7 separate regions of the Sus scrofa genome follow, and all the other regions are linked to region 4. Evidence: chromatin contacts called from public HiChIP or PLAC-seq and promoter capture Hi-C data. All regions are on one chromosome and are shown on one strand. The core of a region is the stretch at or near the end of the contact, and the rest is flanking DNA. Distances in the headings are between cores, read along the strand shown. Region 1 has its middle 27 kb from the start of EHF. Region 2 holds the start of SLC1A2 (excitatory amino acid transporter 2). Region 3 holds the start of CAT (catalase). Region 4 holds the start of APIP (methylthioribulose-1-phosphate dehydratase). Region 5 has its middle 7.1 kb from the start of ABTB2. Region 6 overlaps SLC1A2 (excitatory amino acid transporter 2). Region 7 holds the start of ELF5 (E74 like ETS transcription factor 5).

Region 1 (3,217 bases), core at 14-2,513, 270 kb after region 4:
TCAGGGAAAAGGAATTTGACTAGCACCCATGAGGACACAGGTTCTATCCCTGGCCTTTCTCAGTGGGTTAAAGATCCGGCGTTGCTGTGAGTTGTGGCACAGGTTGCAGACCTGGCTCAGATCTGGCATTGCCGTGGCTGTGGCATAGGCTGGTGACTACAGCTCCGATTCGACCCCTAGCCTGGGAACCTCCATATGCCATGGGAAGCGGCCCTAGAAAAGGCAAAAAGACAAAAAAAAAAAAAAAAAAAAAAAAAAAAAAAAAAGGAGAGAAAAGTCATATAGTCATCTCAATAGATGCAGAAAAAAACATTTGGTAAAATTCAACATATGTTATTAAAAATCGTAGAAGCTAGAAAAAAGGGGTCACTGAAGTAATCTGGTAAGTAGTATCTGCTCTGAAACTTATGACAACTAATACATTTAAAAATGAAACCTGGAAAATGTCCTTTCTGAGGTTGTGAAGAAACAGGGCCCTCACTATCATGACATGTCCTGTGTCCCACACAGCAAAGCAAGGAAAAGAAATGAAAGCCACAGCCAAGACATAAAATTGTGAATATGTGTGGGTTAATTACATTATCACCTACATAGAAAATCCGTGGAAATCTGCATATCACTTTTAGATACTAAGAAAGTTTCAGGGTCACTAGATATAAAGTCAACACAGAAAAATGAATTAAATTTCCATTCACCAACCACAATTTTTCATAAACTGAAAAAAAATTAAAGATAACATTTACATTAGCATTAAAAATGTCAAAAGAAATCTAGGGAAAAATCTAACAGAAAGTGTCCAAGACCTCTGTACAAAACATCCATTATTGAGAGAATTAAAGGAGAGAAATTTTATGTTACTGAATTTGAACACTCAAAATTTTAAATAGCAATTCTCCCTAAATGAGCTCTAGCATCAATAAAAAGTCCCAACGGGATATTTTAAAGAACTTAATGAACACTTTCTAAAATTTATATGAAATTGCCAAGGTCCAAGACGAGTCAAGACCTGCTTGAAGAGGAAACCCAGGGTTGAAGGACTTGCTCTACTGGGTGTTGAGTCTTATTACCGTAGTAGAGTAGTTAAGACTGCCATTTTCATTCAAGGATATGGATGGAGGTAGATATCACTAGTGTTTTCCAATATCTGGGTATCCTCCCCTTCCAGGCACATGGCAGACAGCACTTCATGGTACCTTACTGGTGAGTATAACTCTGTAACTAGTTCCGGCAAACGAGCTGTAAGAGGAAGTGAATGATGGATGACGTTTTCACACTGAGTCAGCAAAAACCTCGGCATGTAACCTCTGCCTCTCTTCTCTGGATGAAGAGTGCTCCTGATGATGCAGCCATTTCACTTCATGAAGGATGGCTGCCCTGATGCATATCCTGCATCACCAGTGACCTGCTGAGGAAGAAGAAATAACTTAATATGTAAAGCCATGAGATGCTGGGGTTGTCTGTTACTAAAACAAAACATAGCCCATCCTATCTTGTTCAATAGAGAGACAGACTATTGGAACAAAAGAGCACCCAGAAAGAAAGCCACCCCTGTGTAGACAACTGATTTTTCAATACAGAAATGAAGTTGCAGAGTAGTAAAGAAAGAATGGTATTGATACATCTGGATATCCATTTGGGTGGAAAAATAAAACTTGTCTTTACCTCACACCATACACAGAAATCAATTCCAGGTGGATTCCCAACCTTATCTGAAAGGCTCCACTGTATAAAGCTTTTAGAAGAAAATAGGGGCAAGTTCTTCATAGTTTGGGAAAAGATTTTCTACATTAAAAAAATTAACTATGAATGAAATAGTTAAATTGTGTTCTATTCAATTTCACCAAAAAAAAAAAAAAAAAAAAGTTTAGGCAAAAGGGAATGCCTAAATTTTAATAAGAGCTATCTCTGGGTAATTACATTATGAGCTGAATTTATTTTCCTATTTAGCTTGTCTTTTTTTTTCCAGATATTGATGAATATGAATCTCTTTGTAATAAAAGAGAAAAAATAATAAGTTGTAGTTTTTACACATTTATAATCAAGAGGTAATCCAAAGGTTGAGGATATAGAATAAGAAGTTTCTAGAACTTACTTGTTAACCCAAAGAAAAGAAATCCTAATTGCGGCATATCAGGCCATGTGACAGGCAGATGCCGGTGGGATTGATAGTCACTGTGGCCTTTCTTAGGGCTCCATTTAGCTGCTAGAACATCATAAAGGTGGTCTGATATCACTTTTTTTTTTGCAGTGTATGGAAGTTCCCAGGCTAGGGGTTGAAAGGGAGCTGCAGCTGCCAGCCTACTCCACAGCTCACAGTTCACTGCAACACGAGATCCTTAATCCACTGAGTGAGACCAGGGATTGAACTTGCATCCTCATGGATAGTAGTTAGGTTGTAATACACTGAGCCACAAGAGGAACTCCGGATATCACTTTTTAAGAGCCATTCTGTGGCAGAGTCACAATCCTATTCCTGGCAGGAGATGCCCTTGAGAGTTCTCCTCCTTCCTCCCTTTTCCATTTCTGGTATCCTTTCTCTGATAGGAAGTATGTTTCCTAAGACACCAGTGTCTTTTCTTGGACTCTATCAGCCCTGGAGATGCAAGACTTCTGGTCCATGTGGCCTCCCACTGATGGGCACCAGGACCTCCCTTCTTTTTTCGGTCATGCCAATCCAAAGCTCTTTGTAAAATCTTTATTAGACACATGTTTGACTCTGAACAGCCTAAATAGGTAAGCATTTTAAGATCTAAAGCGCATATAAGGATACTTTTTACTCTTGTTTTTAATCGTTTTATTGGCTCTCGTTTATTCATTGAACATTTATTGGGCATGGGCAGTAAAGTCATCATAGACCACAGCTCCTGAAGCCCTGAGAATTCACTACTTAAATTCTGGAGTCTGGCAAAATATGGAATGGAGATATGGAGAATGAGGGTCATCCAGAGAAAAAAAGGGTCATTCTACCAACAGGTAGAAATGGCAGGACCCTTGGGATAACTGGGTTTTAAATAGGTGGGTTCAGAGATTCTAAAGTGCCTCACAATGGTCATGAAGAAGCTTCTGGAACAAGGGTGGGCAGCTAGTTGGAAGGGCATTAATGGCAGCCATTTTCATCATCATCAATGGTATTTATTGAACACCTGGCAGAAATTATGCCAGGCACCTTACATACATCATCTCATTTAACATCTACAGCAATCCTGGAATTTATAGT
Region 2 (3,187 bases), core at 347-2,846, 490 kb before region 4:
AAACATTACCTTGATTCAGCTGTGGTAAACCACTTCTCAGAGCTTGGATTAGTCCTTAAGTCAACAATCAATAAAGCAAAAAGGAAAAAAATCCCTCAGAGTAAAAATGAACTTTGAACACCCCCAAGTCACCTAGCAAGGTATGATACAGTTTATTTCTTTGCATTTAGTCCTGCAGAGTAGTTTTTATTCATCCTAAGTTTGAGATCCTGTGAGTGAGACTTAAGAAAGGTAAATCTATATGCAAATGTCAGAGCATCCCATTCCTTCTGCTTTAGCCATAATCACAGAATCCCTGGAGGACACTGAGAGATACTAGGAAATTCCAAAATGTTCCTGCTGACTTGTGGGGTTGACTTCATTCTGTCCTCATACCAGAGCTTTATTGACTTAATGTGGGCTGGGAGATTTGTAGTTTGTGGTGAAGACGGAGAAGAATTAAGGGGGTCATCCTCTAGGCAGCTTTAGGGGAGGCTAGATTTTCATGTGGGCTCAGTGGGAAATTAAATGGGGTGGATGGTGCTGCTCCCACATGTCTAGGATGACCCTTTATTGAGCACCCAAGATGTGCGAGGCTCAGAACTAAGCCCTTCCTACACATTAGCTATCTTATTTAACTTCACAGCAACCATGAGGTGGCATTATTTAATTTTTATTTATTTTTTACTGTATTTTTTTTTATGGCTGCACCCATGGCATATGGAATTTCCCAGGCTAGAGACTGAATCCCAGCTGTATCTTCCTTTTGTCTTTCCAAAGGCTAAACACACCAGTTTGCTTCAACTACTCTTGGAGGCTGTGTTTCTGAACCATTTCTCCTCCTGTGCTTCCTGATGCTGGCTGCACAGCAGGATAAAAATCACATGGGGAAGTGAAAAACAAACAAACAAAAAATACAAACCCTGAGTCAGAGCCCTGCTCCAGACGGACGGAACCCAGATCTGGGAAGGTGGCCTGGGCATTATTGTTTTGAAAGAAACTTTCTCATTATATTTTAATGTGCAGTTAGTACTGAAAAGCACTGCTCCAATTTGCTTGAAAAATGAAGACCCTCTGGAGCGAGGAAAAAGAAATCGGTTCCTTCTAGCTAATGATTATTATCCAGAATTATCTGTGGCATATTCCACATAATTTAACAGGCCGCCTCTTTAAGGGCAGCTGAATGCAAATGTTTCGAAAGCATTGGATGGGATGTCAAGGTTCCCAAACATAGCCATTTACCGGGTGCCAGCCTCTAGTGGAAGAGATTTGCGTACCTTTTACATTTCATTTCTTTTTTTCAGCACTGAGAGGTTGGGAACGGTACTCCCATTTTGCAGATGGGATGAAAAGAAATTGAGGAATTTCCTCCCGGATTACTCCAGGGGAAGGTGAAGAACTAAGGCTTTCGGATAGCAGCAGTCGGCACTTCACCACGAAGCCGCGCGCGCCCTGCTGGGACTCGGGCTTCCCTGGCACAGTCCCCAGGATAAACTCCGCGAGCTTCTACGTGGCCCGCTGCTGCATTCGGTCTTCGAAAAAGCCTCAGAGCTGGAAAGCGCCTCTTTCTGGGAATAAGACTAGGGAGGCGGCGACGGAGGACGATACCCGTATCTCAGACCCTGCCCAGAGGAGCCCCGCAGGTTCTAAGGGACTGGCTTGCCGCACTGACATCGGCGCGCTGACACTTTGCAGATCTCTTTCTCTCAAGAGAGAGCCCTTTTAATTTTCACTTCGGCCCAGCAAAGGGGGTTAATTTGGCCCCATTTTCCAGACGAGGAAAGTGAGTCTTTCTCTCCCCGTAGGTCGCAGCGTGGGGAAGTGGTGGAGCTGGAGGTGTCCGCCTTGTCCCAGAGATAATAAAACCTGCACGGATTTCGTCATTATTATGCAAAGCCGGCGGGGAAGCTCCAATCCTCCCTTGACCGAGCCCATCTGTCTCCGCGCGCCGCCCCCGGGGCACAGAAGCCGACGGCAAACGGAGCCGAGTGGGTGGAAACCCTTCCTCTCCGCTTGCCTCGCCATCGCTCCGCGCCTTCTCCGCCAGCGCCCCCGAGGCCGACCTCCCTCGGCTTAAAAAAAAAAAAACTGCGGCCTCCCCAGCACCCCGCCAGCGGCCCCTAGGGAACTGCATTAATATTAATCCCCATGCATAATTGAAGGCCAGAGATTTATTCGGGCCGCGGTGGGGGAGGGCGCCCGGCTGGGCTGTGTTGTGGCCGCGCTACTCAAAAGCTTCGGCCGCTCGGGTTCCGCGGGGCCTGGTACCCAGGACGTGGGAAGTTGGGGCGGGTGTGCAGCCTGTGAGGATGAGCTTGGGAGTAATGTGAGTCTGAGCAAGTGTGCCAAGGAGTGAGGCGTAGCGCTGGGGGCTGCTCGAGGGAGGCGGGGACGGAGGGGCATCCCAGGTCTTCACGCCTTGGCTTGCGTTTTACCCACAGCCGGGTGACCCCGGGCCACGCGGGCTTGAGAGGAAACAATAGCGACTCCTTAGATCCTGGGCTCCTGCCACCGGCGGCCCAGGCCTTCCCAGGAGACCAGCGGGGCTTCTTATTTGGCTAGTTTATGGCGAGAGGCTGGGCGGGGGCGGGGGCGGGATGGCGGAGGAGGGACCGCGGCTGGAGCTGGGGGGCGAGGGGGCGGCAGTTAAAGGAGTCTCCCGAAGCAGAGGCGCTGGTGATGTCAGCTCTCTACTAAAATAGAGAGGGATCGCCCGCAAATCCCCAGCTCCAGCGGGGCTAAACCTTGCAACCCCTCCCCGGCCGGCGCTGAGCCAGGGCGCAGCGACCTCCACCGCCTCCCCCGGCGTTCACACCCACCGCACACGCGCGCACGCACGCACGCACACACACGTTCCCTTGCACACCTACCGCACTCGCCGCCCTCCCACCCCCCACGAGCCCGCGCTCCGCCACTCGAAGCGCCCCACACCAAACACAGGTGGCAGCGGCGGCAGGTCGTCCCTGCGCGCAGTCCCGGAGGCGGCGCCTCTCTCTTGGGGGAAACCACCCTCCGAGCCTGCAAAGCACCCAGCAAGGCACTACCGGAGCCGGCGGAGGGAGCGCAGGACGCGCGCAGCGGAGAGCGGAGACGCGGCTTAGCGCCGGCTGGAGCCTCCCGCGCCCCCTGAGGCGCTAAAGGGCTTACCCAGGAGGCGGGTGGAAGGGCGGGGAGAGGTTCCCCCTTAAATACCGCGCTCCGCCACACT
Region 3 (3,189 bases), core at 515-3,014, 440 kb after region 4:
TCTGCCACTAACTCCTTGCCCTTCAGTAATAAGATTCTAAGCGTCCCTAGATGGCTTTGATGAAGAACTCAAAAACTAAATACCCAGGTGACATATAATAAAGGACAAAATGAGAAAAGAGATTTTCCAGGCCCTTAGAAGAGAATGGTAGCCTTCTCGCACACAGGGAACTCTAAGGCATCCACACACGCTCAGTATTAATAACCTAGTTCATGAAAGCTAACCTGGTTTTACGAAAGAGTACTGGAAAGATGAGAAAACCATGCCTTTAGTCCTCCCTCTCTCTGCCCTTAATCAGCTACCATGGGAACTGGGCAAGAGTCCCTCAGACTCTTTGGGCCAATCTGACAAAAGAAGGCTCAAAACAGGAGCTCCCTTCGTGGCTCAGCGGTTAACGAGCCCGACTGGTGTCCATGGGAACTCGGGTTTGATCCCTGGCCTCGATCAGTGGGTTGAGGATCTGGCATTGCCGTGAGCTGTGATGTGGGTCACAGATGCAGCTCAGATCTGGCATGGTTGTGGCTGTGGTGTAGGCTGGCAGCTGGAACTCCGACTGGACCTCTGGCCTTGGGAACCTCCATGTGCCATGGGTGCAGCTCTAAAAAGACATGCACACACACACACACACAAAAGACTCAAAACACACCTGCCCTCATCCCATCCGACCTCTGCAGACACCCTGTAGGGCTCTGCACCCCTGGGTACAGGTCAGGAAGGCCTGGCTCACCACCACTGGTCTGAAATCCTACTCACCTTTAAAGCTCTTATTCAGATGTCACCTGCTCTGAGAAGCCTGCCAGCCCAGGTGGTCACTCCCTTTAAACTTTACAGATGGCCTATATTAGAGCCCGCAGCGCGCTGGAAGGTAATCATCTGTTTATCTGCCTTGTCTCCCGACTAGACTTTGAACTTCTAACTAACATATTCCATTGGAATATGCGCCCCTCATCCCAGCACAGCGTCCAGCGCATGCTGGCACTCAAAGCATATGCGTGAATAAAAGCGTTCATCAATTCCTAAGGTTGCTTCTAGCTCTAAAATGCTAGGCTTGCTGTTTTTTAAATGCGAAAGAAGTCTTGAAGCAAAAATCTTTTAATGCAGTCGTTAAATGCTGTGTGTACGGTGCTGAGGACATGAAGGTGATAAAACACAATCCCTGACCCACGGCACCCCGAAACTATGAAAGCTGGTACTTACTGTTTGTGCAAGGGCAAAGCTGGAACCGTTCCCACTTCCCCCCTCGCTTCCTTTCTTGCAGCTGCAGCTCTCTGCCTCTTTCCCCATGAGCCTTCACTCCCGCCTCAAGCCGCGACCTCTGTCCCAGCTGGCAAAAGCGCAAAGTTATGAGCCAAACCACCCGCGCCCTGCGGCCGATTGCAAATCCTGCAGGCTGGGGGCCTCCCGCCGCAGAACCCTCTCCCCTCCTGTCGGCGAATGTAACAGTCCATTCAGACCGAAAGGCAGCACCACCACCTCCCGCCCGTGATCGTGGTACAGCTACCCCGGAACCGCAGCGCTGGGAGGCAGGAGCCGTTACTCCCCAGCGCCGAGCTTTCTGCGTGGCCCGCTCGGAGAGCGCAGGGTGTACCTGCGCGGCCCGCTGCTCCTTCCAATGCTTCATCTGGTCACTGGCTGGATCCCGGTTGTCCGCCATGGTGTCCGACTAGCCTTACAGAACGTTGCAGGCAGCCTCCACTCGCCGGTCTCCGGCCCTGCGCCTGAAGTAGACGACTTCGGACTCAGTCACTCAGCCCCGCCTCCTCGTCCCGCCCCGTCGGCAGGGCCGCCTCCTGATTGGCCGCTCGAGCTCCAGGCGGGATGGGATTGGTAGTCAAATGGGGTGGGGTGAAGACCTGGGACTCCTGGAGGGGAGAGGTGGGAAAAGAAGGTGGGCCCCGCCCCTGCGACCCCAGAACCGCAGGGTTAAAGAACTAAGCATGGCCTCCAGTACCCGAACTTGACTCTCCCTTCAGCTTATCAGCATCCTTCAGGGTGCCCTGGGACGCGGCGGTTGGTGGCGTGCCAGTTTTGTTTGAGGGAACGCTTAGGCCCTGCTGGGTGGGGCTTTGAAGTCTGTAAATACGCTCTCAGCTCAAAAAAACCGAAACAAACAAAAACCCAGGAATCCTGGGTTGAGTTTCTTCTGTTCAAAATGTAGTTTTGTCATGCTCTAATGTTAATATTGTTTACAACCTGAAAGATTGATGCAATTTGGAATAAATGCAAACATTGATTCTGCATTTAAGTATAACCAGTAGTTATATCCTCAAATGTTACATCATTTTTTTCTGTTACAGATTGTGCACAGAAAAATGTACCTTAAAAAAAAAAAAAACCACAGGGAGCTCCCTAGTGGCTCAGTGGTTAATGATCCCGACTAGGATCCATGAGGATGAGAGTTCTATCCCTGGCCTCGCTCAATGGGTTAAGGATCCACCATTGCCGTGAGCTGTGGTGTAGGTCACAGATCCCGCTTGGAGCCCAAGTTGCTATGGCTGTGGCACAGGCAGGCAGCTATAGCTCCGATTCCACCGATTCCACCAATGCAACTCTCATATGCCAAGAGCATGGCCCTAAAAAGGAAAAAAAAAAAAAAGAAAAGATGTGAAACATGGACGCAGTCTAAAATCCGTAAGAAGAAATTTCAGCCTTTTAGATTCCCTTTTTGGCTTAAAAGTTTCCCTTCTTTTGAGTTATTACTATGTGCTGGACACTGCTAGATGTTTGCCAGACTATATCAGTTAATCTTCACAACAAAAAGACGATAAAGGTCAATGAAGTTCTTCCCACCATGACAGAGTATAAACAAACATCAAGAGAGGTTGGCTTGCTCCTGCTGTAGAATAATTAACTAAGATGCTCAGGCCCACTATTTATTCATAGACAGGCTGGCCTAGAGTCTAGAATATGTCAACAAGTTAATGTGGCTAATTTTTGAGAGGTTGGAGCAGTGCATTTTCATAGGTAAAATAACAATATATTTTGTAATATTGTCAAGATGCTTAGATAGATGAAGTTTGAAAGGAAGACTTGCTCATCCCCAGCTAGAGAGATTGTCTGCAAAGTTTGAGACAGTTGCCTTGGTGTAATAAAGCTGGAAGAAATGGGATCCTAAACCTCACAGAGATCTGGACCCCTACAGCTTCTCATCCTGAGGCCACATCATAGATCTTCCTTCCCCTCTGTGAA
Region 4 (3,452 bases), core at 817-3,316:
CTCAGGAGAACCCCTGACACTGCATGCACATTTTGGAGTGTAACTACACTTTGCCCCTTTCTCTGTAGAGAGGGTCTAAAACAGTCAAAGATTCTCAAAAGGAACTGTTTTATAAATAAGATTAAGAACACTCTTCCCACAATATTTCTAACACTGAGCTCTTCCTACTCCATGATTTTCTCAGAGAGCAAGTCTCAAAGTGTACTCTATAAACACCAACATAAAACATCAAAATGCACCGAAGGTTGTTTGTAAAATGCAAATTGCTTAGCTCTACCCCAGACAGAATCTCTGGGAGCTGTAGAAAGTTCAATATTTAACAAACTGGAGGAAGGGAAGACAGTAAATTGTAAACACAGTTAAAAACAAACAAAACAAAACAAAAAAACCCACTGCTCCAAGAGGTATTTTTTAAACATTAAGTAGAAAAAATTGAAATAAACTGTTCTCATTACAGGATCATAAAATCTCAGCGCACTCATCATACCCTGTAACTTTGTGTAAATATTCTTCTGTTCTGAGCTTCAGAATATGTGGGCAATGCCTACTGCACCTAATTTTTCATATTACAATTCATCCTGCGGAGGAGTGACTAAAGACTGGCAGAAAATACATCACACTCAAAATCCGCCCCACCCCCATCCTCATGTAAAGAAAAATAATGCAGGGCACACTACAGTATATACCATTAAACACCGTAGGAATTGTGTTAGCTCTGTCAATATCACTACTTAAAGACAACTTTCAACAATAAGTTTTGTAAACAATGAAGAATTTCAATGGCAAATCCAGTTCTACAAGGGTTAAATCATAACCCACTGCAGTTGCCCAGCGACAGACAGTGCAACCTGAGAGGAATTCAGGATGAAGCACTGGGTGTTTTGGATAAAGAGGCCCTTAGATAATTCGAAACACATTTCAAGAAGAATTTTAATGATCCTGAATTCTTATATCTTCCCATTCATAGAAAAATACTAAAACCATTAACCTGAGATATCTGCTCTTTGTGATTAGCAGTAATCTTTTATCAACCTGTATGCCTAACCGCATTTATCTCCTAGCCAAAAAATTCACATACAATCTGGCTTCTCTACCTCTGCAGAGCGGCTGTCTCCCAGGCTAAAATCCTCACTCATATTCTGAATAAAACTTAAAACTCACAACACTTGGGCGGCCTGGCTTTAAGTCGACACTTCTTGGTAAGCTTCTCCCCCTAAATTTCCACTCTTTCAAGCCATGTTTCGCATAAAACATTTTTCCGGACCTATGCCTATGATGCCTAGACATTTACAAATTGAGTCCTTTACCAGTACTCGCGTGAGGCAACCCCGCTGGCCTCTAAGATCTTCCAGTAGACAAGGGTGAAAACAATGAATAAAAACCACTAACGTGACGTCTAAATCTCAGCAAACTTGGGCAACTTGACAACTCTAAAGGAAACTAACAATGACTAGGAAGGGGCTTGAGAGAGGCCGCACAACCCCAAATCCAAGGCAAGGTCACGGAGAAGCCATACCAACCAGGAGGCCAGGGAACGGAGTCAAATTCTCCTAGCTTCCAAAAAACCCTTTGCGGCATGCACGAGGCCAAGTCAGCAGAACCCTCCCCGAGACAAAGCCAAGGGAGCGGGGAGGCTCCGGGCACCTCCACACCCAGGTGCAGGCCCTTAATCAAAAAGCCCCTGCCCCAGGCCCGTTGCTCAGATGCACAGAGGAGCTGAGCGCGTCCCGGCCACTCACCCCAAAGAGACTGCGTGCTGTGATACCATCTCCAACTAGCTCCGCGGCCGAGAGACCATCCAGCAGCTCCCTTCACCAGCCCCGGGCAGTTGCCAAAGCCCAGGAGGCAACGCATCACCCGCGGGTCACAGCCTAGCCTCCAGGAGGCCGCCATCTTCCCAGCCTTCTCGCGGGCTGCCCTCAGCACAGCCTGTTCGCCCAGTCATCAAGGCCCTACAAGGCCCCGCCTCCCACCCCGTTGGACACGCCCCCTGGACGCCCGCGACTCGTAAACCGCAGGAATCAAGCAGCTCTTCTAGCTCCGCCTCCAAACTCGTTGGCCTCGCCTCCCGGTCATGAGGCTGCGCGGTTGGGCCTCCGGTCAGCGAGGCCCTCCCGGACCCGCCTTTCGTCTTGTCCGCCCCGCCTCCGGACTGCCCTCCACACCGCCTGATTGCATTTCTGGCCTCGCCGTGTTAGCCCCAACTGAGGGCCGGGAGCAAAGCCTTGCGAAGACCGGAGGGCGCGGGTACCTCTGCTCCCGGCCATGTCTGGCTGTCACGCTCCAGAGGGAGACTGTAGCTCGCGGCAATGCCTCGCGCAGGTAGGGGCGGGGCCGCCGGCGCCTTCTATTCCCTGGAAGCGAGGCGCCTGCGGGGCTCGGCGGCGGAAGCTAGGCGCGGGCGGGGTGGGGTTTCGGGCCGGACCCAACGGGACCCTCGCGCACCGCGGTTTCCGCTGCGGGTGCTGACCTAAGTCCCCGGCTCCCGCTGAGGTCTTTGCTCCACCGGCTGGGGTTCTCTGGAGACAGGAGCTGGGCACCAAACCTTGAATAAGGAAAAATAACGGAGGAGAGCGGTATTAAGTGTGTATTTCAAAGTAACTTCTCATGAAGACCGGGGAAACGTGAAGCCGCGGGTGAAACGGAGCTCAGACTATGAGCTCTTCTGCGCCCTGGCGACCAGCCTGACATTTGGCGCGTAGTAGGTACTTGGGAAACGTCCCCGAGCCGGATCTGTTCAGTAGCTGGCACTTTCTCTGCGCAAGTTGCTCTTTGCCTGCTTCTGTTTAGATTGGTTGTGGGATGATCTAGGAAGGATTTTTCCTTAAGCAGAAGTCACAGGAAGATTCCACCCTCGGGCTGCACATAACTTTTCATTCACTTCTGCATGCCAACAATTTATGGAACACCCATGTGCTCAGGGTGGTAATTAAGACAATGGCCTGGGTTCTGGAGGAGAGCTAGACCAGTAAACCATTACAAGTGAGAAGCGCTGCTGAAGAGACTGGGAATTCCCCCTCAAATCACGACCTGATTCTTTATTCCTCCTGTTATTCTTCCTTGGGGCAGAAGGTCCCAATTAAAAAGTAAAAGGTGGCAGATTTTATTAGGAAAAACTTATCAGCCAGTATTTCTGTGAATAAATGACTTTCCAGAGATGAGCAAAGTCACTTGTTTTCTTCCTCTCACTTATTACAATTTACGTATTTATTCCTCTTTTCACTGCCAACTAAAAATTGTCACCCACCCGCTGCCTCCACAAGGTTTAGGTCATTAGCCGCTGCAGTCAGCCGCTGACCTTCAGCACACTCTTGAAAGAAGGCCAGGGAGATCAGGAATGAGGCACTCTGTGTTCTGTGAAAAACTGGCAGACTAGGCCTTCTGATAGTTAGATATTTTCAGGAGATTTTATGACCCCAATTTCTTGTGTCTTCTCATATCTAGAAGAGCAG
Region 5 (3,624 bases), core at 250-2,749, 480 kb after region 4:
AGACTAAGGGTCTAATCAGAGTTGTAGCTGCCAGCCTACGCCACAGCCACAGCAACACCAATCTGAGCCGCATCTGCGACCTATACCACAACTCATGGCAACTCTGGATCCTTGACTCACTGAGCGAGGCCAGGGATTGAACCTGCAACCTCATGGTTCCTAGTTGGATTCGTTTCCGACGCACCACGACGGGAACTCCCTACAAGTAAAACTTTTTATTTGAAATATTTTGGCGCTCTCATGTACAGGAACACAATTTTTAAAATAGAAGTGTAGTTGATTTAAAATGTGTTCCTTTCAGGTGTACAGCAAAGTAATTGTTATATATATATATATTCTTTTTCAGATTCCTTTCCCTTATAGGTTATTACAAAATATTGAGTAGAGTTCCCTGTGCTTTACAGTAGGTTCTTCCTTGTTGATGATCTATTTTTATATAGTCATGTGTCTATTTTAACCCAAATTCCTCATTTATCATCTTCCCCACCTTTTCTCTTTGGTAACTATAAGTTTGTTTTCTATATCCGTGTGTTGATTTCTGTTTATTTGTATGTATCTTTAGCTTTGAGGTCCAGAAAACAGCACCTGTGTCAGGAATGGGCTACCCAGGGTTGCATGGGCAGAAGGATTACCTCAATTTCCACACCATTGGCACTTTCTTTTGCCTTTTTTTTTTTTTTTCCTTTTTAGGGCTGCATCTGCAGCATATGGATGTTTCCAGTCTAGGAGTCAAATTGGAGTTATAGCCACTGGCCTACGCCACAGCCACACCAGATCCGAGCCACGTCTGCAACCTATACCACAACTCAAGGCAATACAGGATCCTTAATCCACTGAGCAAGGCCAGGGATCAAACCTGGAAGCTCATGGTTCCTAGTCGGTATTGTTAACCACTGAGCCATGAAAGAAACTCCTCGACACTTTTTTTTCTTTTGACATGAGGAAGTTCCCAGGACAGGGATCAAACCTGCACTACAACTGTGACCTGAGCCGCTGCAGTGACAACACAGGATCCTTAACCAGCCTCACCCCAAAGGAACTCCTGCCATGTTTTTTGTTTTGTTTTGTTTTTTAATGGCAGGGACCTTGTCTAACTCACCTGCACAGTATGTAGCACAGTTCCAGACTCAATAGGCATTTGATAAATGTTGTGGAAAGAATGTACCAAACACAATCCACAAACTAAATCAAAACTTGATCATTCTCCAAAGTCAAGGTCATAATCTACCTTTCCCATAAGATGGTTCTGTCTGTACTTTTGTAGTTGGGATTATTAACCCCTTCATTTTCAAGATAAATTCTATGGTATTTCATCTCCTAACTTTCAGACCATTTTTGATTTTGTAAGAAATTGGATAATAAATGAGACTTTGCTCAAGGTAAAGTTCCTGCATTTCAAGTTCCTCCCTTATAGTTTTGCAGAGGCAATCCCAGATCTGTTCTTTAATTGCTCACTCCACTGGGAATTCTCCCAATATTTGCTATGGTTTCATCATGTTCTTTTTACCTTGTCCAGCTACATGAGAGTTGCTTTTCTACAAAGATTGTTTTTGGACCATGCCTGAGCTGAGAAAATGGGAACACTTTCTCTTTTTCCAATATAATTTGTATGCCTAAGATTAAACATATTACTACCAGATTGCCTTAATTAAACACACATACAATATATAGAAGCCATGTCCATTCTTCATCCAAAATTTTGTAGTTCCTTCCACTTGCCAACTTCCCCAAAGATGAACTGAAATCAACCAGTTGGTTTGTTTTTAGGATAGTTCATTGTCTCTTGTCTGCTATTTCTTTCTTCCTCTTTTTCTTTCTCTGCTATCACACAAAAAACATGGAAACACGGTAGGTTTACTTTGTACCTCCAGGCCTCAAATGGATTATGAAAGGCTTTGGGGAATATGTGAAAGGCAGGAGATCCACAAACTTAATTGTCTTTCATAACTTTCTAGCCCCTTTGCCAGATGTTCCCATAAAGATTTTTCTTTCGTTCTTAATGGTGAAAAGTACAAAACACATTCCAGTAAGTGTCTCTAAAAGATAAGAACATTTCATAAACACAACCACACTAAAAAACTAACAATGATTTCCTAATAGCAAATATCCAGTGTTCCCAATTTTTAATGATTTTGTAAGGCCAAATGTTTATTGATTTAAAAAAACCACAAGTTACAAATAAATTCCACACATTGTTTTTTAAAATGATTTTTATTTTTTTCCACTATGGCTTGTTTACAGTGTTCTGTCAATTTTCAGCAAAGGTGACCCAGTCACGCATGTATGTATACATTCTTTTTTTCTTCACATTATCATGCTCCATCATAAGTAACTAGATACAGTTCCCAGTGCTATCCAGCAGGATCTTATTGCTTATCCATTCCAAAGGCAACTGTTTGCATCTATTAACCCCAGATTCCCAGTCCATCCCACTCCCTCCCCCTCCCCTCCCCCCTCCCTCTTGGCAACTACAAGTCTGTTCTCCATGTCCTTGAGTTTCTTTTCTGTGGAAAGGTTCATTTGTGCCATATATTAGTTTCCAGATATAAATGATATCACATGGTATTTGTCTTTTTCTGACTTGACTTCACTCAGTATGAGAGTCTCTAGTTCCATGCGTGTTACTGCAAATGACATTCTTCTGTTCTTTTTATGGCTGAGCAGTATTCCACTGTGTATATATATACCACATCTTTTTTTTTTTTTTTTTTTGTCTTTTCGCCATTTCTTTGGGCCGCTTCTACGGCACATGGAGGTTCCCAGGCTAGGGGTCCAATTGGAGCCGTAGCCACCGGCCTACACCAGAGCCACAGCAACGCGGGATCCGAGCCGTGTCTGCGACCCACACCACAGCTCCTGGCAACGCCGGATCCTTAACCCACTGAACAAGGGCAGGGACTGAACCCGCAACCTCATGGTTCCCAGTCAGATTCTTTAACCACTGTGCCACAATGGGAACTCCCACCACATCTTCTTAATCCATTCATCAATCGATGGACATTTAGGTTGTTTCCATGTCTTGGCTATTGTGAATAGTGCTGCCATGAACATATGGGTGCATATATCTTTTTCAAAGGAAGTTTTGTTTGGATATATGCCCAAGGGACTGCTGGGTCATAGGGTAGTTCTATATATGGTTCTCTAAGGTACTTCCATACTGTTTTCCATCCTTGTTGTACCAATTTACATTCCTACCAACAGTGCAGGAGGGTTCCCTTTTCTCCACAACCTCTGAGCATTTGTTATTTGTGGGCTTATTAATGATGGCCATTTTGACTTGTATGAGGTGGTACCTCATAGTAGTTTTGGTTTGCATTTCTCTAATAATCAGTGATGTTGAGCATTTTTTCATGTGTTTGTTGGCCATTTGTATATCTTCCTTGGAGAAATGTCTATTCAGGACTTTTGCCCATTTTTCAATTGGATTGTTGGTTTTTTGCTGTTGAGTTGTATAAGTTGTTTGTATATTTTAGAGATTAGGCCCTTGTCAGTTGTGTCGTTTGAAGCTATTTTCTCCCCATTCTGTAAGTTGTCTTTTTTTTTTTTTATGGTTTCTTTTGCTGTGCAAATCTTGTCAGTTTGATTAGGTCCCATTGGTTTATTTTTGCTTTTATTTCTGTTGAT
Region 6 (3,199 bases), core at 57-2,556, 460 kb before region 4:
AGTCGTTCCTTCTCTTCTTGATTCTTTTTTTTTTTTTTTTTTTTGTCTTTTTGCCGCGCCTGTGGCATATGGAGGTTTCCAGGCTAGGGGTCCATTCGGAGCTGTAGCCGCCAGCCTATGCCAGAGCCACAGCAAAGTGGGATCCAAGCCCCATCTGAGACCCACACCACAGCTCACGGCAACGCCGGACCCTTAACCTGCTGAGCAAAGCCAGGGATCGAACCCGCAACCTCATGGTTCCTAGTCGGATTCGTTAACCACTGAGTCATGATAGAAATGCCCGTCTTGATTCTTTCATTGATTCTTCCGCACATTTTTCTGAACATTCAAAACCAAAAGTGAAGTAGGTTCAGGCTCTGGTGCTCTAGCAGTGCATGATCCAGAAGGAGAGTTGTCTTTCCAAGTGTGTCTAAGAAGCGGAGGAGTGTGTCAGAGGAGGTGTGTCAGAGGAAGCGGAGGAGAGCATGTTGTTGCATTTGGTTCATAACTTCATAAGAAATGAAAATAGGAAATTGAGGGAGTTCCCGTTGCGACACAGTGGAAACAAATCTGACTAGGAACCATGAGGTTGCGGGTTTCATCCCTGGCCTCGCTCAGCAGGTTAAGGATCTGACGTTGCCATGAGCTGTGGTGTAGGTCACAGATGCAGCTCGGATCTGGCGTTGCTGTGGCTGTGGTGTAGGCTGGCACCTGTAGCTCTGATTAGACCCCTAGTCTGGGAACCTCCATATACCACAGGTGCAACCCTAAAGAGACAAAAAAAAAAAAAAAATAGGACATTGATAAAATTTAACCCCTGCACACCCAATCCCTCGTTAGCTGTGTGATGAAAGACATTTTAAATAACTTGTATAGTAAAAAGTATTTAAGGTCCATTTTCCTGAAATAAATTCTGAAATATCCCCCTCCTGGTTGGGTTCAGTTTTCTTCCTTTCCTACAGGACTGGGATGTAGAAAAAAACACAGATTTTGGATTCAGGCTGACTTGGGTACAAATCCTGCCTGCACAGCATCTGGGCGGTAAAACTTAGCCATGGTCTCTAAGGCTCAGCTTCCTTGTCCATAAAATGGAGATAATAATTTTAGCCTCATAAGTTTGTAGTAAAGATTAGTTGGGGAAATGTATATTAAGATAAAATAGTTTAAGTGTGGAAAAATGCTTTTATATCTGAATTTTTGATATGAATATGTTTTCATAATAATAGAGCGAAGTTGAGTATAGAAATGATGTAGTTTTTTCACTTCTTCTTCCTTCCAGAAGGGTGCAGTGTAAGGCCAAGAAATGCTTTCTTTCAGTTATTTTCCTGTCCTGATATTTAATGACTGCATTTTTAAGATATCTTTTCTCCACCCGTTCCCATCTCATTCTCACACATATCCAGTTTCCATCAGGAATTCGATGTTAGAGGAAAAAATGGCCTCTTTTTCTGATACTTAAAAATAAACCACGACAAATAAGGACTTTGAGTTGTTGCCATGACTGCCAAACCCTCTCCTGCCCATTATCCAGAGTAAATTATTTATTTTTTTGTTTTGTTTTTTTTTGGGGGGGGGTGCAGATTTGGGGCCACAGGTGCGGCATATGGAGGTTCCCAGGCTAAGGGTTGAATTGGAGCTGTCGCTGCCAGCCTACACCACAGCCACAGCAACACCGGATCCTTAACCAACTGAACCGGGCCATGGATCACACCTGCATCCTCATGGATGCTGGTTGGGTGTGTTTCTGCTGAGCCACAGTGGAAACTCCCAGAGTAAATTATTAATGAGCTCGTCCAGGACTGTTTATCAGTAAACACACAGGTTGTTCTAAGGGGAAGGTTGTATGACTCTGGTAGGGAGAGTGAGGTTGCAGTGCTGGGAAAGTTGGTGGTGGTGGGGGGGTGCTTGCTTCTCAGCCTCCGTCCACAGGGAAAGACCTGAATGAGCCAGCCATTTGCATGAGATCCTCTTCAGTGGCCAAAAAGTCTGTTTTCCTGGCATTTCAGGTGCTTACAAGGCTGAGTGCCTCTCTGAGTCACTTTTCCAGAAGCAAGATGCTTTAAACGAGCACTTTCTCTCATTCCCAGAAAGGGTTGACCCATTCCTGCTCAGATAATCCTTCCCAGAAATTAAGACAGCCATCCAGGGAGTTCCCGTCGTGGCGCAGTGGTTAACGAATCCGACTAGGAACCATGAGGTTGCGGGTTCGGTCCCTGCCCTTGCTCAGTGGGTTAAGGATCCGGCGTTGCCGTGAGCTGTGGTGTAGGTTGCAGACGCGGCTCGGATCCCGCGTTGCTGTGGCCCTGGCGTAGGCTGGTGGCTACAGCTCCGATTCGACCCCTAGCCTGGGAACCTCCATATGCCGCGGGAGCGGCCCAAGAAATAGCAACAACAACAACAACAACAACAACAAAAAAGACAGCCATCCATGGTGTTTGGTTGACCAGCCACAAATTCGTATACAAATTCCACGGGAGAGAGCGGGGAGGCCACTGGAAGCCGAGAACGTCAGGAAGTATATGTTTGCAACTTATTGAGATAGAAATGGCTGTCCTTGTTTGGGTTTTTTTTGTTTGTTTGTTTCTTTTTTTTCTTTTTTGCCATTTTCCTGGGCTGCTCCCATGGCATATGGAGGTTCCCAGGCTAGGGGTCCAATCTGAGCTGTAGCCACCGGCGTGCACCACAGCCACAGCAATGCGTGATCCAAGCCGGTTCTGTGATCTGCACCACAGCTCACGGCAACGCCAGATCCTTAACCCACTGAGCAAGGGCAAGGATCAAACCCACAACCTCATGGTTCCTATTCGGATTCATAAACCACTGAGCCACGACGGGAACTCCTGTCCTTGTTTTTATTTTAACAAGAAGCACGACCCATTTGCCATGGAAAAGCTTCTCAGACGAGGTCATTTTGAGCCCATTTACTTCACTTTTCTGAGCCTCAGTTTCTACATATGTGATATAGGGTTGACCAAATCTTTTAGGAATGGTCGCGAGGGTAAATGCATAGAAAACATGTAGCAAATTTCCTGGCCCTCAGTAAGCCTTTAGTAGCTGCCGTTCTTAAACTGGTTGATCCCTGCACCATATATCCGTATTTCTCTAACATCGCTGAATCTCCTGAAATCTATTAGGATATTCAAACAAAAAGCCTGTTAAAGCTGATTTTATTTTCATTTTCAAGAATAAGGGAGTTCCCGTCGTGGCTCAGTGGTTAACG
Region 7 (3,207 bases), core at 433-2,932, 360 kb after region 4:
GGAAGGTGGCCAACAGTGGGAAACTGTGTAGGACCATCTTGTCCCTTAGACACCAAGAAGGAAGAGGCAAGTCACAGAATTTTAGAGCTTAAAAGATTCTCAAAGACCGTCTAATCCAGTTCTTTGCAAACGCTTTTTTAAGTGTGGATTCTTTTGTGCAAATGAAATCTTACCCTGAAGATCTGTATAAAAGCTGAGATGCTCTTACTGAGTCAGGGAGGAGAGACCTCCCCTCCCATCCTCTCACCCCAGCAGCCCTGAGGACGGTTCCAGGGAATCCCTGGGGTTCCTTAAGCACAATTTGAAAATGCCCCTTCTAACCCAACTTCCTAGTCTTACCACTGGGGAAACGAAGCCCAGAGAAGTTACCCAATTTGCCTGAGGTTACACATCAAGTCAGTAGCCTAGGTGATCCCCTTATCTTTCTTCAACAATTTTTCCATGATGACACCTGAGTCCTCTCATGAACTGCCTTTTGTTTCTCCAGATGGTATGTGTTTGTATTTGTGTGTTTGCACCCGTGCCCAGTGTTCCCAAGAAAACCTAACAAACCAGTCCCTGCCTTCACTGCAAAGGCTGGAGTTTGCTGTTTGGACACAAGCTCCTGGCTGCCCAGAAGAGCCGGAAGCAGAGGGTGAAAAGGCAGAGGGCTGTCAGGGCTGTCCTGTAGGCCACCAGGAACGCTCTACTTTTCAGCCTAAGTTAGGTCACGCTTCTGCTGTTACAGGGCAGCAGGTCGTCCTCAGCAAGACACCTGAGAGCGGGCATCCAAATCAGACCCAGGTCTAGTAGCTGTGGGCCCCTGATGAAGGCGCTAAACCTCTTTCTCTGTAAAGAGGAGGGGAAGAAAGCAAGTACCACATGGCTCTTTATGTTCAGAGAGGTTCAAAGTGGCATAAGTTAAGGCGACTGATGGTCTGGTATGTTTTGAGTGAAAAAGTAGAAGCAAGGCCAAGCACTGGCTCTACCAGCTGATGACTCCCTTTATCTGGTTGTGAGGCATGAGGCTGGAGGAAACGGTGGAGAAGGGGTTTCTGATTAACAGGCTCTATCAGAGAAAGCGCTGTAAGAATGAAACAAAGGGATTGCTCGGTACTTCACCTGAAAGATTTCATATGACCCTCATAGCACCCAGTGGATAAGTCCTGTTACTGGCAAGTGATGCAAGGTGACATGACTAGAAAAGGATGTACCTGGCATTTGAATTCAAAGTCCTCTAGCTGCAACGTCTGTGTTCTTAACCAGGGCCCCATCCTGCCTTCTATCTTGCCAGGCTGGGGAGGAGAGGCAGGGCGGAGGCTGAAAAATCATACAAAATCACAGGCTCCCCCAGCCCAGGAGGGGGTCTGCACCACAGCTGGATTCCAGAATTTCCCGTCCAGCTTGCCCAAGAGTTCTCAGCCAATGCAGGATCCCTCAAAGCTCCCAGAGGCAAGAATTCTCAGCTTGTTTACTGATTCCCCCAGGGTCAGGGGAGGGGGATGGGGAGGGGGAGGGGGTGTGTGAGCTGGGCACAAAAGCAGGATAAAGGTAAACTTTCTGCGTGTGAGAACCATTCCCCCCTCCAAGGAGCCGTGTCACACTGCATGTCACCGTCATCAAAGGGGCTGTGCATAAACCTGAAAAACCAAACGGACCTGTCTGTAGGTGTTACTTATATCACAAGGCTACAGGTGCCTTTATTTTCACTGTACGCCGGTGCTGGGAGAGCCTGCCTTCTCTTGCCTTGAAAACCTCCTCTTTGGACCCAGCACCGCTGTCCTCACGTAAGCACCTTTTCTTTGCTCTTTTGGATGAATTGTAAGGGGTGTCAGGGCTTAGAGGCTCTGGGTCTGTCGGTCTGTTCCCAGCTCAATTGCTTCGCTGGCCCTCCTGCCATTTCCATCAAGTACCATCCCTGCCGGGAGCTGTGTGACTGATTTAACTGCCTGCCTGAGAGACATTTTGCCTCCTCAGGCTGTGTAGCTACCCACCCCTCCTCAGTAGCCCCAACTCTCTCTGGATCACTTGATTAAACCAAGGGGAACTAAGAATGCATACAGGCACTCCATTCACTAGCCTTTCTAAAACTAATCTTAGGAAGGAAGGCTGGATTTTACAGCAAAAAAAAAAAAAAAAAAAAAAAAAAAAAAAAAACTCAGCTTCAAGGAAAGCCCACCTCCTCCTGCCTGAAACTCCTCTTTTTCCCATTGGCCTGCTCATGCCCACTCTTAAAACAGAGAAGATAGCTGTCTTATCATATTTTGGGGCATTTTTCTGGAAATTGTCTTGTACCTAAAATAGCTTAAAGGAAACCCATTCTGCCCTCTCACCCCACCTCCGTTTAGAATGCTTCCAGAGAAGCAATGGTTAGGGTTTTTCCACTGTGTTTATTCAAAGACTTGGCAGTGCAAGGGATTCTTGTGCATCCGCCCCCTGCTGGCGGCCACCAGTAGCACATGCTCCCATCTCCAGATGAAGCGGGGGCCGGGGGGGGGGACACGTTTCCATGTGCCTAGAATTTTACCAACTGGGAAGGTTGTCAGAGATCATTAGCGACAACCTCTTCGCTTTACAGGTAAGAAGCTGGGGCCTAGAAAGGTAACATGATTTAGGAAGATAGCTTCATGTTTTAGTCTAGTTTAAAGACCCAGGGCGGGAGTGGGGGGAGATGTTTGCCCCCGCCCCCAGTGAAAGTTTCATTCTTTGTCCCCATGTTCTCTATGAGAGTGTTTTTTTTTGTTGTTTTTTTTTTTTTGGTGATTCAAGGTGCTCTCTGAAGGAGTTTTCACAGATCGGGTGTCTTCTTTTCTCAGAAGTCGCCTGAGAAGTCTATACTTTTTAGATATATTGACGACAATTGTTCCCCCCCCCCGAGGGGAATGGACATAGGTATTCTGCCCACTCATCTACATCTATTATCTAATTTTGTTAAATCCTTCAGACATCCAAAGACTTGCACATTAAAATCCCCTTTTTAGAGATGAGGCACTTTAGAGATGAGCTCAGAGAGCATCACGGACTTTCACATATCACACCCTCTATGAAACAAAAATAAAGAATAAAAAATAAAGTTTCAGCAGACTGAGTAGTGAGAAATGTGCCCCACATCCCTTGCCTTGTGGGTGGCAGAGGTAGGATTCAAACCCTGATGGATTTAATCCGAACCCCGTGAGCTCTGTATCGGAGCTCACAGTAAACTCTACGGCATACCTCCAAGGAGCCTTC

What was found. Promoter capture Hi-C pulls out the DNA fragments that hold promoters and counts their contacts. HiChIP or PLAC-seq counts read pairs in DNA pulled down with a chosen protein or histone mark.
Region 1: a contact with region 4 is called in an H3K27ac HiChIP or PLAC-seq map of alveolar macrophages. The contact joins the enhancer-like site here to the promoter of APIP in region 4. A contact is called at or near these places in 3 of 5 promoter capture datasets (fetal liver, fetal skeletal muscle and liver), 23 of 47 Hi-C or Micro-C datasets (alveolar macrophages, blood, brain and 14 more) and 2 of 2 datasets of contacts at active chromatin or transcription factors (alveolar macrophages and skeletal muscle).
Region 2: a contact with region 4 is called in an H3K27ac HiChIP or PLAC-seq map of alveolar macrophages. The contact joins the promoter of SLC1A2 here to the promoter of APIP in region 4. A contact is called at or near these places in 1 of 5 promoter capture datasets (liver), 5 of 47 Hi-C or Micro-C datasets (blood, brain, embryonic fibroblasts and 2 more) and 2 of 2 datasets of contacts at active chromatin or transcription factors (alveolar macrophages and skeletal muscle).
Region 3: an H3K27ac HiChIP or PLAC-seq map of alveolar macrophages shows a contact between it and region 4. The contact joins the promoter of CAT here to the promoter of APIP in region 4. A contact is called at or near these places in 1 of 5 promoter capture datasets (liver) and 1 of 2 datasets of contacts at active chromatin or transcription factors (alveolar macrophages).
Region 5: a promoter capture Hi-C map of liver shows a contact between it and region 4, with 5 times the contacts expected there. The contact joins the enhancer-like site here to the promoter of APIP in region 4. A contact is called at or near these places in 1 of 5 promoter capture datasets (liver) and 6 of 47 Hi-C or Micro-C datasets (embryonic fibroblasts, heart right ventricle, mesenteric adipose tissue and 3 more).
Region 6: an H3K27ac HiChIP or PLAC-seq map of alveolar macrophages shows a contact between it and region 4. The contact joins the enhancer-like site here to the promoter of APIP in region 4. A contact is called at or near these places in 5 of 5 promoter capture datasets (fetal liver, fetal skeletal muscle, liver and 1 more), 27 of 47 Hi-C or Micro-C datasets (adipose tissue, alveolar macrophages, blood and 16 more) and 2 of 2 datasets of contacts at active chromatin or transcription factors (alveolar macrophages and skeletal muscle).
Region 7: an H3K27ac HiChIP or PLAC-seq map of alveolar macrophages shows a contact between it and region 4. The contact joins the promoter of ELF5 here to the promoter of APIP in region 4. A contact is called at or near these places in 2 of 5 promoter capture datasets (fetal liver and liver), 13 of 47 Hi-C or Micro-C datasets (alveolar macrophages, embryonic fibroblasts, epiblast stem cells and 8 more) and 2 of 2 datasets of contacts at active chromatin or transcription factors (alveolar macrophages and skeletal muscle).

Annotation. Positions count from the first base shown.
Region 1 is chr2:26,365,863-26,369,079 of Sscrofa11.1, forward strand. No RefSeq gene overlaps it. Among named protein-coding and RNA genes, the nearest start is that of EHF, 27 kb to the left of the region's middle. Within about 2 kb of position 1,264, at least 2 of the 83 cell types and tissues checked have an H3K27ac peak or open chromatin away from gene starts, as enhancers often do. A contact at or near this core is called in alveolar macrophages, where this site is marked.
Region 2 is chr2:25,602,296-25,605,482 of Sscrofa11.1, forward strand. It overlaps SLC1A2 (excitatory amino acid transporter 2), which reads left to right and starts at 1,597. Exons shown (of 11, transcript XM_003480708.4): 1 at 1,597-3,187.
Region 3 is chr2:26,532,117-26,535,305 of Sscrofa11.1, forward strand. It overlaps CAT (catalase), which reads right to left and starts at 1,765. Exons shown (of 13, transcript NM_214301.2): 1 at 1,589-1,765. The coding sequence starts at 1,654.
Region 4 is chr2:26,092,954-26,096,405 of Sscrofa11.1, forward strand. It overlaps APIP (methylthioribulose-1-phosphate dehydratase), which reads left to right and starts at 2,067. Exons shown (of 8, transcript XM_003122870.3): 1 at 2,067-2,322. The coding sequence starts at 2,266. PDHX (pyruvate dehydrogenase protein X component, mitochondrial) reads right to left here and starts at 1,942. Exons shown (of 13, transcript XM_003122869.4): 1 at 1,740-1,942. The coding sequence starts at 1,893.
Region 5 is chr2:26,570,657-26,574,280 of Sscrofa11.1, forward strand. No RefSeq gene overlaps it. Among named protein-coding and RNA genes, the nearest start is that of ABTB2, 7.1 kb to the right of the region's middle. Within about 2 kb of position 1,500, at least 1 of the 83 cell types and tissues checked has an H3K27ac peak or open chromatin away from gene starts, as enhancers often do. A contact at or near this core is called in liver, where this site is marked.
Region 6 is chr2:25,632,350-25,635,548 of Sscrofa11.1, forward strand. All of the region lies in intron 1 of SLC1A2 (excitatory amino acid transporter 2), which reads left to right. The region is part of intron 1 of LOC110259680 (a long non-coding RNA gene); the gene reads left to right. Among named protein-coding and RNA genes, the nearest start is that of SLC1A2, 30 kb to the left of the region's middle. Within about 2 kb of position 1,307, at least 9 of the 83 cell types and tissues checked have an H3K27ac peak or open chromatin away from gene starts, as enhancers often do. A contact at or near this core is called in alveolar macrophages and liver, where this site is marked.
Region 7 is chr2:26,455,372-26,458,578 of Sscrofa11.1, forward strand. It overlaps ELF5 (E74 like ETS transcription factor 5), which reads left to right and starts at 1,683. Exons shown (of 7, transcript NM_001243711.1): 1 at 1,683-1,766. The region is part of intron 2 of LOC106509379 (a long non-coding RNA gene); the gene reads right to left.